Linked DNA regions of Danio rerio: region 1 is linked to region 2. The links are chromatin contacts, called in public Hi-C maps. All regions are on one chromosome and are shown on one strand. Each heading gives the region's core, a stretch centred on a gene start, on an enhancer-like site or on the middle of the called end of the contact. The rest is flanking DNA. Distances are from core to core; before and after follow the strand shown.

Region 1 (2,700 bases), core at 187-2,686, 340 kb after region 2:
GCATGCACATGTTAACGCACTGCGTTATACGCATATGCCCAATGTGGCCTCGCTTGTTCTTTCATCACACAATTATTCCCACTGAAGTTAAGTAATAAAGCGTTAACTAAATAAATGTTAATGTTTCATCATTGTATTATGTAACACATGAGCTTGTGTTGTTTTTATAAGCTAAATCCCAAACTATCCAGTAAAACCAGGTTATAATCAATTCACTTTATAGGTATGAGGTTTTCATATTTATATTCTGCTCGTCCACAACCCGAGCTTTACCTCGGTATCAAATGAATGGCAACTGATGATTACTATATATTAAACAGAACGTTAATTTCCGTGCTGAATGGACGAAGTCACAAATACTTTCCACCGAGGCTGTGCTTATATTGGCCAAGGAAGAATGTCAAGTCACTTGCAACAAAAGGTATTTGATGTTAACGCGCCCTCGCAGCGCCGTTTCCTGTTAAGGCTTTTACTGCAACCTGAGTAAGACTCCCATTAAACATTACGACTTTCGGGTTGTTTGTGTTTTATATTGGGTTTTATGATGCTAGAGCGTTCGCATTACACCAAGACGCGATTAATCCGTTTATTGTACCCACCTTTGCCTTCTCTGTGTGGCAATTCGGGGCTGGAAACAGACGCCTCAGTTGAGCAATTCTTCTCCTCCAGCGTGCTGACTTTGGGCTCTGGACTCTGCGCCGGGGAAGAGCTCCTTGTGTCCCGATCGTGCGCAAGCTTTTTTTCCACCTCGACAAAGGGCGTTGACTGTGCCTTTGGAGTCGCCCTGTTCAGCTGCATTAACGTGGTGTTTGGGCTCATCGTCTCGTTGTCATAGTCCGGGTTTTTCGCCGTCGCGTAAGTTTGGCTCAGTCTAAAATAGCCAGGGACCGGAATCTCAGGACTATCAACAGAACATGATTCGGGAATCAGGCTGGAGTACGCGGGTATCTCAGACGAACTGACCTTTGCTCTCTTGTCGGAGTACATACAACAGTTAGTCTCTTCTTTTATGCTTTGTGAAAATGTGCAGGTGGACATCTGGTTGAGCGGTTGCTCTAATCGGCAGGACCTGCTCGGATCTGCCCAGGTATCAGTTTGAGGTATGTACGAGTGGACGGTCATGTCCATGTTTTGGTGGTTTACTTCCCCCCGTTTGCCAAGAGCCGGCAGGAGTCCACAGGTTTGCATTCCATAGGTTCCCATTTCTGCAGTGGCTGCTGGCATGTACATGTTACTGCTGGAATAAAAATCTGTTCTGCACGCCCCAATCAAGGAATCTACCAAAAAAGTGTTTGCTGCAGGAGAGCTGTTGGGAAAGGACATTTTGGATTTTTTTTTGTTTTCTTTTTTTGTTTTAAGAAGCAGAGAAGTGTCCTCTGTAAGCTGACATATCTAGCAAAACAATCCCTGTATAACCCAGCGAGTCTCTCTGCAACCACATGACACTCTCACCAATGAAATTTGAAAATGGCCTTGAGACGCAGGCTCTTCCCCGTCACGTGGGCGGATTGACACATGATTTGAAGTTTCAGACGTGGTCAACAGCGACACCTAGAACAAGGACTTGAAATTGATTTCAAGACGGTCGAAATAGCGTTGCTAAATCCATTTTCAGGACACAATTAAGACAAAAGAACTGGACTCATATATTGGCCGGCTGCATGGTGAACAAAGAGTACGAACAAGGAAAACAAATCACGGCGTTTGAAGCTATCAAGGTCTCTTTCGAATTAAAATTCAAGGTCAAGATAGGAAACGCATGAGCGTACTGCAGAATAATTTTCTCATAGTTCACTGTTTCTTTAGGCAAAATGCAGAGGACAATGCAGAATGAAATGAGCCTGCGGGCGTCGGCCTAAACACCGCTGTCGCAATCTGGATTGAGGGTGAAAAGCACAACTGTTATTCAGCCTTTCTTCCTTGGCTTTTATAACTACGTGTTAATCGACACAAATAATGTTGCTTGTTCTCTAGTTACACATTTTTTTTTCCAGACACGAAGCGAATGTAATTCTTTGTAATAATTCATGTAATAACTTGTTTGTTGTTTGCTTTTGTTTTCTAAATTAAAACCAAGGGATTAAAGCGTGTACTTCTTTAATTATAATTGTTAGCGGGTTAGTAAATTGTATCATGTTCCCAGTACATTATAATAATGCGGTGTTAGTTTCTTAAATAGCAAAAACTACAATCCAATTCAAATGTTAAAATTAACTGAATGTTGTGTGATGCTAAATTTGCTGTTTCATATTTTAAAAATGAGCATTCATTTTCAAAATAATTTTGTCTTATTAAAAATTAGAGCATTTACAGGTTGCAGACTTTAAAAGTACGCACATCTTAAGCAGTAACACATTGTTGCCGTTTAAAAAAAATAAAAGCCAGAAACATGTATACTAATATTTGCTCACTTTGATATGCAAATGCATTAGCAGCATTTTACAAATGCTACCAAATAATCTTGATTTAAATATTGGATTCATTGAAAATGCACATTGATTTATAAATGCAGTTGAATTAGATTAATTGTTACAGATGTATAATCTAATGTTATAAACTAGTAACATTGTATTTTCAACATAAAATACTAAGATATTAAATTAGGTTTACAGTGCAAGGAATGCGTTTATATGGAGATCTTATCGTGATTTTAGGCAAATACACAATGACGCATAGATTAATATAGACAAAAGACGAACG
Region 2 (2,700 bases), core at 80-2,579:
GCCGGTCACTTGACGCAGAATTATAAACCAGGCATTAAAGTTACCTCTCTTTCAGAAACAGGCTTGACTTACCCTGCTTTCTTCCATTTTGAAATGGAAAACCTATAGTTTCTCTCATTTCAGGGTTAAAATACTCAGAGTTGTCACTTAACCTCCTTACAGAAATGGGTTCAAGTTTAAACTCTGAGGTGATTGAACCTCCTTACTGAAACAGGCCCCAGATGGAAACTTTTGTTTAGTGTTTAGCTTATGATTAAAGCTGTTGCACGTCTGCTAGTTTCCGCCTCTGAATGAGCGAGTTTTAGCTACTAGTAGCATTCAGAATAAACAAAACACCCGCCAAGAAACACAAACCTGCTGCTAGCTAGTGTTTCAGAAGTGTTACAGCAACACAAACAGCACGCAGAAGAATAAATACAAGTGTCAGCATTGTGTTCTGAGGCGTAAGTAATTTATTAAATAACGAAAAGATTGACACAGCTCATCCTACTGCAGTAAATTTTTATTTTTACTGTTGATATTTGCCGCAAGTTAATCAGAAAGTGATGATTTTGTTGTCTTTGACTTTGAAAACGCTGCTTTATTTGCACATGTTTTATGCGATATTCCTGATTTGCGCATTAATTTAATTAGCATTTTTGAATGGAAGCATTGCCAGTGGTGAATTAGCTAATCGTAAAATTAGCCACTAAATAAAAAAGTGAGGAACTGGCATGCGATAGCATTGAAATATATCAGCATAGCCTATATTATCAGAGTTTTCAAGTTATTTACTCTATATAAACAACAACTTATGGACTTTCACGATATTGTGTGTTTATTATCGCGATATATCGGAATTGTGAAATATGTCCAGAAATGAGTGTCCATCAGTGCACAGACACCGCGCCCTCCTCCAGGATGAATGAACACTTTGTTTGGACCTCAAACACACACACACTCACACATACACACTCTCTCACACACAGAGATACAGTGTAACCGCTTTACTCCAATAAAACGCGCTGTTTGTTTGTGTGTATAATGCATGTTTTTAAGGCGAGCGGCACCGGGGACTGAGCCCCGCACACACGCACCTCCTCCTGGGCACCGGTGTCTGGCGGCTCGGGCTGGATCCGGGAGACTCGGCTCTGCAGTTTTGCGCGGAGAGACTGGTGTGTTGATCTTCTGTGCGCTTCTGCAAGTGTCCGGCGATGATCCTCAGCCTGTGCTGTGATCTGCTGCTGCTGCTGCTGCCGTTGGACGCCATGCTGCTTCCGTGTTTGCTGTCAGAGGTCAGCGGCGGCTGATGGAGGCTGAAGGCGGAGATGAGCAACCGCGTCCCGGCATGCACCGCAGCGCACCCCGCCTCCAGCTCCAGACCCGCCCGCTCTGATACATCTCTCTGCTCACTGGCTGGAAGAGGGAAGAGGAGGAAAGACTACAAAATCTGGCACAAATCTGAAAATATATTTACATCTCAAGTATGACATTAGAGCAATGTTTGCAAACGGGCTAATACTTTGTTTCCCTGTTATTATTGTCTTCGTCGAGCTGCCTGTACTGTACTGTATTTTCATATCCGATAGATTCTCCGATCTATCTGTATGTCATAGGTTCATCTATCTATCTATCTATCTATCTATCTATCTATCTATCTATCTATCTATCTATCATCTATCTATCTATCTATCTATCTATCTATCTATCTATCTATCTATCTATCTATCTATCTATCTATCTGTCTGTCTCTCTGCCTTGCTCCATCCATCCATCCATCCATCCATCCATCCATCCATCCATCCATCCATCCATCCATCCATCCATCCATCCATCTATCTATCTATCTATCTATCTATCTATCTATCTATCTATCTATCTATCTATCTATCTATCTATCTATCTATCTATCTATCTATCTGTCTATCTGTCTCTCTGCCTTGCGCCATCCATCCATCCACCTATCCATCCACCCATCTGTCTGTCTGTCTATTTGCCTAGCTCCATCCACCCACCCACCGACCCGCCCATCCATCCATCCATGCATACACCCATCATCTATCCGTGTAAAAGTTTTCACCCCCTGTTCTTAATGCATTTTGAATCATTTTAACAAAACAAGAGAGAGTTCATACCAAATGCATGCTAATAATTTTCAACACATTAATTTTAATTTATTTATTTAGTACTGTAAGATAATTCACGTAAAAGATGTTTACAGTTTGATGTATATATGAATCTACAGGACATTGATGACTCTTCTGGAGTTTAGCTGTTCATAACAAACAACAGACTCATAAAAACATCACAAACCAAAGAAAAGTGTCATCGCTTTTGCACAGTGTTATCTGAATCATGTCAGCTATGTTTGTATTTTGGGAACTATATTTAATAATATTCTATATTATGCATATACCCAGGTCAGTACTAAATAAATAAAATCATGCATTTTGTTATAATTATTCACATTTTCACAGATTCTGCAAGGAGTTCACAACTTTTACTTGGCACTCTGTCATAACAAATCATGAACTGAATTATCATTTTAAAAACACATTAATACTGAGGTAAAGTGAGTTGCTTGATTACCTAAAACATGCTCTTTGCGTAATCAGACATTTGTGGATTAAATGTTTTTCACCTGAATGTGTGAACTGGCCCTTTAAGTGAGCAGTTTCACTGTTTATGTGTTAATTAATCAGTCACATGTGTGCTTTAATA

Evidence for each region. Hi-C and Micro-C count contacts between places; a contact is called where the count stands out from the background.
Region 1: a Hi-C map of an unstated tissue shows a contact between it and region 2, with 3 times the contacts expected there. The contact joins the promoter of hoxd10a here to the promoter of agps in region 2. A contact is called at or near these places in 2 of 18 Hi-C or Micro-C datasets (caudal fin and an unstated tissue) and 1 of 4 datasets of contacts at active chromatin or transcription factors (embryo).

What each region holds. Positions count from the first base shown.
Region 1 is chr9:1,966,145-1,968,844 of GRCz12tu, forward strand. It overlaps hoxd10a (homeobox D10a), which reads right to left and starts at 1,437. Exons shown (of 2, transcript NM_131166.2): 1 at 600-1,437. The coding sequence starts at 1,323.
Region 2 is chr9:1,630,325-1,633,024 of GRCz12tu, forward strand. It overlaps agps (alkylglycerone phosphate synthase), which reads right to left and starts at 1,330. Exons shown (of 20, transcript NM_200113.1): 1 at 1,077-1,330. The coding sequence starts at 1,249.